2 separate regions of the Mus musculus genome follow, and region 1 is linked to region 2. The links are chromatin contacts, called in public HiChIP or PLAC-seq maps. All regions are on one chromosome and are shown on one strand. Each heading gives the region's core, a stretch centred on a gene start, on an enhancer-like site or on the middle of the called end of the contact. The rest is flanking DNA. Distances are from core to core; before and after follow the strand shown.

Evidence for each region. HiChIP or PLAC-seq counts read pairs in DNA pulled down with a chosen protein or histone mark.
Region 1: a contact with region 2 is called in an HNF4G HiChIP or PLAC-seq map of pancreatic cancer cells. The contact joins two enhancer-like sites. A contact is called at or near these places in 1 of 484 Hi-C or Micro-C datasets (nephron progenitors) and 5 of 115 datasets of contacts at active chromatin or transcription factors (a colorectal cancer cell line, embryonic fibroblasts, fibro-adipogenic progenitors and 2 more).

Annotation. Positions count from the first base shown.
Region 1 is chr7:66,473,889-66,479,687 of GRCm38.p6, reverse strand. No RefSeq gene overlaps it. Among named protein-coding and RNA genes, the nearest start is that of Gm33515, 48 kb to the right of the region's middle. Within about 2 kb of position 2,002, at least 45 of the 459 cell types and tissues checked have an H3K27ac peak or open chromatin away from gene starts, as enhancers often do. A contact at or near this core is called in pancreatic cancer cells and trophoblast stem cells, where this site is marked.
Region 2 is chr7:66,598,274-66,604,370 of GRCm38.p6, reverse strand. No RefSeq gene overlaps it. Among named protein-coding and RNA genes, the nearest start is that of Gm33570, 19 kb to the right of the region's middle. Within about 2 kb of position 3,175, at least 56 of the 459 cell types and tissues checked have an H3K27ac peak or open chromatin away from gene starts, as enhancers often do. A contact at or near this core is called in pancreatic cancer cells and trophoblast stem cells, where this site is marked.

The DNA.
Region 1 (5,799 bases), core at 753-3,252, 120 kb after region 2:
ATTTTAGAATTTGGTTTAAATTTGAAATGACAGGCAGGACTAGTGGAGTGTCTTCTCCTGATGCCTGAGGCGTCCCCCAGGTTTGGAGAAGGATGAAAATCCACATATTAGGAGAGTGCACACCCACACTCACATGACTCAGAGAGTCACAAGGTAATGTGGTTTCAGAGGAACCTCTAAGACTTTGTGATCAAAGGAGCGAGAAGCTCCTGAAACTTCTGGGATCTGGTCAGTGCCTCTGAGTCAGACCCAGACGGACAATCATCCTGTCCTGTAGAATTTGGGTGTGTGGACGGCAGCCATCAAAACAACAAAAAGACTCTTAACTTAAAGATCAGAAAAAGGCTGAGTGGAAGAGGTTAGAGGAAGAAGAGTCAGAGGAAGGAGAGACTGGGAGTAGAACCGAGAGGATCAGGATCCAGAGGGGTTTACATGGAGTACCAATAGTCCCAAGAACTGAGGTTCCATCCACAGGACTTAGGCTACACACAGAGGCAGAGGTGACCCGAGAATAACTAAGGTCTTCTGTCAGGCTGGTGACTGTTTAGCTTATATAGTGAGTTTGGGGGAGGTGTGTGCTCCCAAAGGAATGCCCCCAGGGAAGGGGGGAAAGAGGGCTTAAAGCTGGGAAGGCCCTAAGAGGGTCTTAGCACCAGATGTAAGAAAAATGAGGCGTAGAGGCAGACAGACTTGATCTCAGTGAGCTGGACCCACTTTAATAGAAGAGCTGGGGCCTCAGGCTTCCCAGTGAAGGTGGAGTGCCTTTATAGGGGCTAGGGGCAGGTACACACACACACACACACACACACACACACACACAAGTGCAGGTAACTACCAGGGAGTTGCAGCCATTTTTGTGGTTTGACTGGGAGAAGGGTGAGTTGTTCAATACCAGGGCACGAGGTTTCTGCAGGTGAAGTAGATCAGTGAAGCTGAGGGCCAAGCAATTCTTTATGATTCGCAGCTATTGCCCGGTTGCAGCCTGACTGAACTAGAACTTTAAGCTGAAACTTCACTTTCCAGCATTTCCGTTGCCCCAGACAACTACAGTCTGAAAATATTAACTAAATGGAAAATTCCAGAAATGAAACAAGTCACAAGTTTTAAACAACTTATAAGAAAGAGATTGCTATCATTGTTCTATCTTATTATTAGTTACAGTTTTAATCTCTTAGGGTACCAAATGTATAAATTAACCATGAGCATGTATGTATGGGGAAAATAGCATACAGAAAGCCAGGCACTAGGTAGCTGCAGTCTCATTCGCCGTTTGGAAATCACCCCCTCCCCCCAAGCATAATGGGGTGCTACTAAATTTGCATAGTGGAAGTCTAACAAATCCCTCTTCCCAAGGCCACATTCAGTAATGTCGCAGTTGCTTGGCATTGATGAGAGTGAAAGTATTTCCACTAGGCGATTGGCAAAGCTACAAATGAGGCGCTTTAATGACAATTCAACTCTAAAGCCACCAGGTTGTGAGTAACAGGACATAACAAGGCGATATTACAGAGTTCCGCAGCTAATATTTGATTCAGGGATTCTGTAAGAACTACATGTGTTTGTTATGAACACAAGATTTGGGGGCGGGGGGGGGGGGACGAAAGACTCCTGGGAGAAACAGGAGGGTCGAGAAGTTGCAGTAAAGAATACGGTGTAGCCTGCTGTTTATTGTAAGTGGTGCAGTGCACATTCCGGATGTCACCAACTCTTACTTGGAATTCCTATGTGCGTGAATGCATGTGCTGTCTTTCGCTAAGCTGCCGTTAGACAGTTTGCACAGTGATATTGGACCCACTGAGAAAGAACAATCCTGTCGCTAGCAGCACCTGCCCTGGAGATCCTTGCCAGGAGATGAGTTAAAGGGCACTTCTGGGATGTCTACAGAAGGACACGGGAAAGCAAACAAATGACAAGATGACATCATTCTTAAGGAACACACAAATGACTGCACAGACAGGAACCATGACTCAGCCATCTGCCAGTGACTCAGCTAGAAACCTTCAGTCAAATAAAGTCCACTACAATGTCCTTTGAGATGTAAGTACCACATGCTGTTGATTGGACAGTGCACCACAAACACGCTGCCCGGAAGCAAGGAAATGCCCTGTACAGTCATTTCCTGTTTCAGACACTGTTAAATGCGGGTGGGACAGGAAGGGAGGAATAAGGACTGGAGAGATGGCTCAGTGGGAAAAGACACTGTGGCCAAGCCCAAAAGCCTGTATTAGATCCCTGGAACCTACGTGGTAGAAGGAGAACGAACTCTTAGAAGTTCTCAGATTTCCACATGTGTCCCATGGTACAAACACCATCCCCCCCCCCACACACACACACACTCAATAAATGCAATACAACTTTTTAATGAGGAGCAATGTTGGCTTGCAGTATGTGGTGGGGTGGGGGAGGGGATGATCCAGACGATGGGGATGAAAGAGGTGGATCATTATTGCATGTTTAAGAGTAAAATTTCAATATTTCATTTAAACCTTTCAGTTGCATTCATTTATTTTCACGTGTGCTCAGTGCACATATGAAGGTCAGAGAACAACTTTCGGGAGCTGTTTTTCTCCACCCTGTAGGTTAGGTGCCAGGAAGGGAATTCAGGTTTTCAGGTGTAGCAACAAGTATCTCTACCCACTGAGCCATCTCACAGGCCCCTCCTTTAAACGTTTATGAATGTTGACAATGGAGTAGGTGCCACTTGCAGCCATGGTTCCTGTGAGCCGTGGTCACACAGCACAATGTTGTCGGGGGACATCAGCGGCTGTATGCTCTTGTCTCTGCTGAACTCCTGGCTTCCCATCCAGAGGAACTGGAGTCTGTGGGGGGGGTGAGAGCTGGGGGGCTGCCCCCACCAGTCCCGCTCTCTGATCACCTACTGACATCATCTCTCTGTGTGATCTTGGTAATCCTATCCGCTCTGTGCCTTTCCTGAGAAAATAAATGAAAGCAAGCCCTCAGAGTGGTCCTCAATCCACTTAATTGTCTTGCCTTCAGGTTTTGACAAATAATCCGTACTTCTTAAGACCCTCCAAGCTCGCGTCTGCCTCCTCCCCGTTATTTCTTTGAAATTCCACTCAGTGGTCTCCATCTCACATGTCTCCCTCCACCTGACCCTGGCACACTTTCTCTCTGTCTTCTCCTGCAGGGGCTAAGCTGAATTCTTCCCGTGGACCTTGGCAGAGCCTGGCTCCCTGCACAGTTGGTCAGGGACATATGCAGAAAAGGCATGTGGAGGTCAGCCCCGCACAGTGACACCCAGAGAGAAGGCAGACACGCTGAACTAGAGACATACCACTGACATGAGGTCAGAACCCCATGCTCCCCATCGCTTGGCTTCATCCAAGCCAGGACAGAACTATGGGACACCTAGACTATCCAGGCCTGACCACCAAGAGCCCTTGCCTGCCTGTAGAGTCTACAAGAAGAATTCAAGCAGACTTTTAATTGTGGAGGGCTTTTAAAATTTTTTAACTAGAGTGCTATTTATTTTTACTTTTTTTTTCCTCTTTGGCATGTGTATATGTGTGTTGTTCATGTGTGTGCATGTGTCATCCAGGTGTGTGGTGCATGCCCATGTGTGTGAAGGACAGAAGCCAACATCAAATGCCTCTTTAATTCTTTAGTTTCTCTTTACCATGTGTATGCTCATACCTCTCTCTCTCTCTCTCTCTCTCTCTCTCTTTCTCTCTTTCTCTCTCTCTCTCTGTGTGTGTGGGTGTGTGTGTGTGTGTGTGTGTGTGTGTGTTGCTGACCCTGGAGCTCCAGGGATCTCTGTCTCTGCCCCTGTTCCTGGCACTGGGTTACAGAGGCACCCTTTACGCCTGGCTTCTCCTGGGTGCTGGGGAATTAAGCTCAGGTTCTCTTAGGTGTGATATGAAGCCCCCTACCTACAGTACAATCTCCAAGCACCAAGCACTTATCTTTCTGAGACTTAATTTGTGAGTGCCTGATTCCAGGGCAGCTGGGGTAGTAGTCCTGGTTTAGGAACAACCCTTAGGGACCAGGGTGGCCTTTTAGGTCCTATCTATGCCTGTGTCAAGGGTCAGATTTTAGTATGGTCTGTGCAGAGAGGATTGATTTCAGGAACTGACATTCTCAGCTAGCCTCCTGCCCCAAGCTTGAGTCCTGCTTGGAAGATCTTTGGCACTTCCAGCCATCCCAAAGCTCCCAGTAATAGGAGACAGACCACATGTACCGACTTATGGACCCAAGAACAGGCCAAGTGGAAGAGTCTTCTTAAGGCTGTCACCAGTACTCATGTTACACTGCCCTGAGATTCCAGGCTTACCTGTGCTCAGATAAAGAGATAAGGAAGTCTCGGTGGAGGAAGGGAGGCTGGGGCTGGAAGAAGCCCCTTTCCTTTCATGACCTTGGACCACACAATTCAAAAAGGACTGAGCGAGTGGCAAGTGTTCAATAATTGCAAGCCAATATTTTTGTTTTCTTTAAAAGTCACATGCAGAAAGTGGCCTTTTATTTCTGTGAATTTTAAGACACATGTAAACCTTCCAGAGTAGGTTACAAACGAGTTCCGTCGCCTCAGGAAACTCCCTCTTGCTGCCTCTTTCCAGCCTTGTCTCTCTCTCTCCCTTCTTTTGGTTGACCTTTTCTGGAATGTTATATAAGCACAGGTAGGTGGCCAGCTAAGACTGGTTTATTTGTCTCCGTATAATGGCTTTGACATCCATTCTGGTTATCCTTTTTTATCTGTAGTTATCGCCTTTTTTCTCACTGAATAGTATTCCATGGCACACTGTTAACAGTTAATTCATTCGGTCATCTGTTTTATAATCTAAGGTCGTATCTGTCACGACAGCTATGAATGCTTTTCAAATCGCTGGGCGCCAGGTGATGCCTGTGCCCTGAACCACCCGTTCTCCAACCCTACTTGCCCTTGGGGGTTGGAGGGGAAGTGACACAGAATCAAAGACACAGACTCCAGGAGCAGGAGAGAAATGCCGCAGCAAGCTTGTCTCAGCACTGCTGCAAGCTCCTTTAATACCCTCCACCCGTGCTCCATTGGTCCCAAGAAAGCATCTCTTCTAAACAGCAGTTCCTGATTGGTTGGCTCTGTATGAATCAGCAGTCCTTGGACTCTTAGGCAGTTCTCAATTAGGTCCTCCTGCAGGAGATGCCTTTGGGACTGCACGGCCCCCAGCATTTATGTAATTGCCGTTGCTCCTACATTTTTACCCTTTTGTTTTTAAACTTTGACAGCCTAGTGGAAGCCAGAGTACCTGTGTGCCATTGTCTCTTTATTGTTGACCCCACCTTGAAGGATCCCCAGTATACTGGATTGTACGCCTTAGGTTATCCTGTCTTCCAGGATCTTACTCATTATTGACTACCAGCCCTCAAAGAGACATCACTCCAGAGGCATATCACACAAGGGACAGCCTACAAAGTAGTCTCACAGATTTCTGCCATCAATGCTTTGATCACTTCCTTAGGGGGCTGCAATCAGGATTTTCAAGCACCTAGATGGTCACCTTATTTATGGAGAGCTGCCTGTGAGACACTTAAACAAAATAATTATTAGTATGACAATTCCTCCCATCATAGCATAAGTGGCTATCAACAAGGGGTCAAACAGCCTCTTAATATTGTCACAAAATGGTCTTTGCATGAGCACGTGTTCATTTCTGTGGAGCAAATATCTAGCAAAGGACTAATGGGTCACAAGTGGCAGTGGTACAGCCTGGTGGTTTAATGTCCATTTTCTGAAGTGGCTGGGGGTACTGAGAATATCACTGTGTGCCTGCTTGACCCACTAGTCTTCTGGGGGTAAAGTTCACT
Region 2 (6,097 bases), core at 1,926-4,425:
TTCTCAGAGAAGGGGAGACCTCCCATGCATAACAAACCCCTAGCATATCAAGTTGTAGTTGGAATGGACAAATATTCTTCTATTGAGGCTAGACAAGGCCATCCAGTTAGGGGAAAGAGATCTAAGGGCAGACAATTGAGTCAGAGACAGCTCCTTGCTCCTGCTGTTAGAGGTTCCACATGGTTCACTGTCTGTGCGGCCCTATGTGTCCAGGTTAGTTGATTCTGTAGGTTTTCTTGAAACAAAGAAAATTCAATGCCTTGAATGTAAACTATTTCTCTAGGGCATTTAGAATACCAGTATCTTTATTTTCAGTTGCTATAACAGAATACTACAGACTGGGTGATTTATAAAGAAAATAAACTTGTTTCTGCAGCCCTAGAAATTAGGAAGTCCAAGATCAAGGCACCAGCATCTGGTGAGGAATTTCTTGCTACCTCATTTCATGGCAGAGGGTACAATATGGTGGAAAATTAAAATAACAACTCACTCTACTAATAACCAGCTCTGTTATAACAACAGCTCTGCTCCAGCCGAAGAGCTTCATGACCTGAACACTTCCTGTTGTGGTCACAGGGGCTGGTCCATTTCAACTTGAGTTTTAGAGGAAGATGTCTTCTCTACAGACCTCCCTTTAGACTTTGGGGATCTCATAAAGAAGGGTTCACTGGGCCTCCTTCCTTTCTGTATCATTCTTGGTCACCTCTTACTGGGGATTTCCTCAACTTTCATCATTAAGGATTGCTGAGAAAGTCACACCCTTACCTTTCATCAGTCATCCCCTCGATATGGGCTGAGAGCCAGCTCAAAGAAAATAGAGACTTAGGTTGTGGCCAGTAAGCCCAGGCCAGTCAGTCCCAAACACTCACATACATCCTTGCATATCTGTGACCCTCATAGCCTTGGGGACATGCCATGAAGCCATTCCTTGATGAGCAGACAATAGCCTTTCTGAAAACCATGGAGAACAGCCATGTGTTACTCAACAGAATTCCATTAGTGCCGAAGCAGATAAGGAAGAGAAAGACACTGGAAGGGTCTCGGCAAGGAACGGTCCATGCCAGGATGTGACATCTCACATTTAGCATTCATCGGGCACCGTTCCTCAGAGGGAGTCTCTGCCCTCAAGGAGATGTAGAGAGCCACCTTTCTACTCTTTGGTCTCCTTGGAGCTGTGCACCTGTGGAGCATAACCAAGCATGATCTCCAGGCACCTTGACAAGAAGGATTCCAGGGGCCATGCAGAAGGAGACCACTCTTCTTTTGTAGTTTCTTAGTAGCTTATATCTGATGGCAGCTTTTGTGGATGAATTTTAAAAAGAATCAAAAATAACAATAACAAGAACAACAACAGAAATAACACTTTCTGTGCAGTCCTTGTCTAGAATAAAGAAACTTCGAAGTCTTAGTAGGGTAAACAGCAACTCTGTGGGGGCATATTGAGTACGAACTTCATTTGAAAGGAGTCTTTTAAATAATGGCTTCACTGGAGTTCTGACCACGTGCTACGTAATGCTAAGCACTTTACCTGACCTTGTAATGTTCAACTCTCATGGATCCTTCTCACATGATGGCAGGTACTGTCACCATGGCTGTTTTAGAGGCGAGGGTTGGCTGGAGGAAGTGGCTCTCTCCCTGGGTAACATGGGTAAAATGGTAACGTGAGATTCACACATGGGTTTGTATGAGTCCAACATCCATACCTTTCAGGTCTGCCCACTCGACTCTCGTGTCGACAGTGGCTTGAGGCCTGAAGGAGATGGTGGTTTCAGATGGACATCCAGCAAGCAGGTCTTCACAACTGGTAGAACACAAAGAAATGGGGGTGGGATGGCAACAAGAAGTGGATGTAATGGGCTTGATGGGTGGGAAGTGACCGGGACTGGCCAGTATCAAGCAGCATTCCTCAGCAGGAATCATGGATGGCAATCAGTGTGTGGGATTGTCTTGGGCCCCAGAGGGCAACTCTCACACCTGGACCCTGCCACCCAGTGCCAGTTGCCACCTCCACCCTTGTATCAACTCAATGCTTGCACGCATTTCCAAACACCCCTTCGGGCACCCCAGGCTCAGAACCAGAAGAGAAAATGAATTTTGAGAGTCCAGTTAGACTGTGATCGGGATTAGATGAAGAAAGGCCTTGAAAACTAGACCAACTGAGTCTGGTCCTGAGACTGGAAATAATGAGAAGCCACTGAAGGTTGATGAGCAAGGAAGAGTGTGTGGTGGGGAGGGCAAGAAAAGGGGAGAGCCCAGACACTGTAGACAGCAGACTCTCAAGGTGGCTGGCAATCCCTGTGAGTCATAGACTGTTTATCTGCTGTGGTCAGTCTTGTCTTCATGGGAGAAATAACCCAATATCACCAGCAGCAGAACTGGTAATAAAACTGAAGGGGGTGGAGCTCCCCTACCATGCTCTAAAGGAGCCAGGGCCTCTGCTCAGGTCATAGAATTAGTCCTTTTTTTGTTGCTGTAGTAAATACACTTGAGTCCAGGTGGTATATAAAGCCATGTTTATTTGGTTCACTTTGAATGATGAATGTCCAAACAGCTTAGGTTCAGTTCTGGTCAGGGCCTGTCTGGCTATCTGGCTATATTGTAACAGGACAGATGACATCTTGGTGGGAGCTCATGAGAGAGGGAGAGGACACATGGCAGCATAAATGAATAGATAATAGATAGATAGATAGATAGATAGATAGATAGATAGATAGATAGATAGATAGATAAAAAGGAAGTCAGTTCTAGAGACTGAGAAGGAGTTGAGGATACAGGGTAACTACACTAACCCTTCCCCAAAGCATGCTTTCAAAGTGCTAAGACCTTCCCGCTAGGCCCCAAGTTTGAATTGTCTACTGATCTGTTAACATCCTCATACTGAGGAGAATCAAGCTCTCAGCATATGTGCCCCTGGGGCACACACCTAAACCATATGCCCACCTTAGCAGTAGGACGTTGAGACCACCTATGGGAAAGGTTGAATCCCCTGGCTATCACTAACAGGAAGGAAACGGGTGGGGAAGCAGGGGTGAAGATGACTCAGAGCCTTGCCAACAATGATTTCCTTTGTTTTTCAGTCCGGTTTGTTTAAGCTGTCCCTGAGCCTCCTTCTCTTTATCCAAGAGGTCATTAAACTTTGTCTTGTAAACTTCATTGCAGGGCTAACTTGCAAACTGGGAACAGACCGTACCGGTCCTTGAGCCAGGCGTCTCAGGAGCTCCGTCCCTACTCATAGCTCTGTGAAGCCTTAGCTGTGTTGTTGTGATATGTTTAGGCAAAGAGAAGTACAGTCTTGTGGAGCTGGAGAAGGAGGACTTCTGAGTCCACCCCTAAAAGGTCTGGGACAGACTAGAGAAATGTGTGTCTGTATGGGTCTTCGATGAGGAGAGCTCTACTGGGGACAACTTGGGCATCACTCTTTGGCCTGAAAAATAAAATTGCTGCAACTGCCTGCATCCCAGTGACCAGACAGCCTCAAGAATGATATGTAGCTTTGTTTATAAGGAAGAAAAGCCAACCCTTGAGAAAATTCCCAGAACAATGATTGTAATTCATGACAAGACAGAGTATGTGAGGTTTTTCTGGCGCCTTAGCTCGTGTTGTTGATATAGGACCGTGTGGGATTTTCTTTCTCATGCTCTGAGGAAATTACACATTTTTACCAAAATACTGACTTGAAAGACAGGAAGAAAGAGAGAAAGAAAGAGAGAGGGGGGAGGGAAGGAGGGAGGGAAGGAGAGAGAGAGAGAGAGAGAGAGAGAGAGAGAGAGAGAGAGAGAATTCATGCCTCTTTGGGGAAGATTGAAAAGATTCTAACTCAAGAACACCCTCCACGCCCTGTCGGCTGGGCTTCAGGTTATGGTCTTCCCCCCTCCCCCGTCCCTGAGTGGGGCTTATCCTGAAGTGTCTTATCACATTGGCATTGGATTTACACTCCAGGGAGGGGTGGGGTAGATCTTGTTTAATACAATTTTTAAATTTCTTATGTCTTTCAAACACCCACAATGATATGACAGCCAAAGAAATCTTGTTATGGATTTATTAAGGAGCGCCGTCCCTGGATGTATTCCAAGCTTTTGCCAGTTCTGAAAAAGTTTGGCCAAAAATATTTGGCCTTCAAATATTGACATTGTCACAGTCTCTCCCCCCTCCTCTGACTCTCACTAATACATGCTGGACTTTTCTGTCTAAACTCTGTCCTCCATAGCTCCATAGTTCTGTTACCCTGGATTATTGTTTAAGGACATTTATTTGCTTGGGTGACAGATGAGGAGACTTCAAGGTTTTCACTGGCAGTCATTCCCCCCTTTTAGATTCATTTACTTTTATATGAGTACATTGTTGCTGTATTCAAACACACCAGTAGAGGGCATGAGATCCTATTACAGATGACTGTGAGCCACCATGTGGTTGCTGAGAATTGAACTCAGAACCTCTGGAAGAGCCACCAGTGCTCTTAACCGCTGAGCCATCTCTCCAGCCCTGTTTTATTTTGGTTCATTTTGTTTTTTATCTCTACTCCATTCTATATGATTTCTATGGACCCATCTTTCCATTCCCCAACTTTTTCTTTGACTTCGTCTTGCCTTTTGTAAAACTGTTGACTGAGTTACAAAGTTTGATCATGGTGCTTATTTCCTGGCAATTCCATTTGGTTCTATCAAGTTTCCCATGGTGCTTTAATAGTTTACTATTCTTTTTTAAAAGCTTCAAATACCATTCTGTATTTTGGGTGGGAACGTGGCTCAGTGGCATAGCTCTTCTCCACAGAGCTCTGCCAAAGCAGTTTCTGTTAAGTTCCTGATTTGGGTGGGAGATGACGACTACTTACTCACTCAGACTCTGAAGGCATCACTCCCTAGGCTTGTGTTAGTCACTCAGTCATCACTGTAGGGGTGAAAAAGTATCGGAATGAACAACTGAAGGGGTGAAGGCTTTATTTGTGCTCATAGTTTCAGAGATTACAGTCTAGTTGGTTGGCTCCATTTTTTTTTCTGGGACTTGCTCATTCATGGCTGCCAAGAGAGAGTTGAGGCAGCGAGGAAATGAATGCTACATCCAGAATTATCCAACAACCCACAGATGAATCAATCCACAGATTAGATCAGAGTTCTTACATTCCACTTACCTCTCAACTGTTGGGAGCCGAGGACCGAGTCTTCACAGCATGAACCTTCTTGAAGAGAGTTTACATCCAAACTTTAACAAAGACTCACAATGTGAGGTTGGACTGTCACTTATACATCGCACTTTGAACTTTTGCTCACTCTCTTCCTATCAGAGACCAAAATGCAAATCAATTGGATGATCAAGTGCCCTCAAAAGCAACATGAGTACTGATCTGACCTCTCAGGTGAGGTGGGTGGATTTCTTCTTTTTCCTGCATTTTTAGCTTACTGGATCCTGGAGTTGAATTATTATTGATGGGCTGGTCTTCTGAGGCCTTCTTGTACATTTGTTTCTGTTTTCTACCTGAAGACAAATCTAATAAATTCAACCTTCAGACAACCTTGGGGTACCTTCTGTCTTAGATGCTGTTGTTAATTGTTTGTAAACCAAGAGTTACCCCATATGATATATCTGCTAAAATCCAGAGACAGTCTGTCCTTAGCTTTCCCTGCTGCTCATGACATCATCTTGGGTGACCACAGTCTCTATCTTTTGCTCTCTGGGGATAATCATTTGTGTTTCTATTTTCATGGGAATACCTTTCCAACAAGTGTGGAGAATAGCCTTCTGTTCTCACTGTTTCATTTACTAACTACAACAGGAATAAACCAGGAAAAAGAAAGGCTATGAGGGGTAGGAATTAAGTAAACAAGAAGACACAACCCATGGGCACAGGGATGTTTCTAATGATTCCCATGAACAGAAAGAAGCACAGGATAACAGCCCTGTTGCCTCCCAGAATAGCAGGTCCCACTTGGAGTGAGAAGATACATGGCCACAGGAAAGGGACCACCAAAAACAAAACAAAACAAAAACAAAAACAAAAGCAAACAACAACAACCTCCCCCGCCCCAAAACAAAACAAAACAAAACAAAGAAAATCGATAGTTGATATAACCCGTGCTTAAACTCTTTGAGCTTGGGCTAC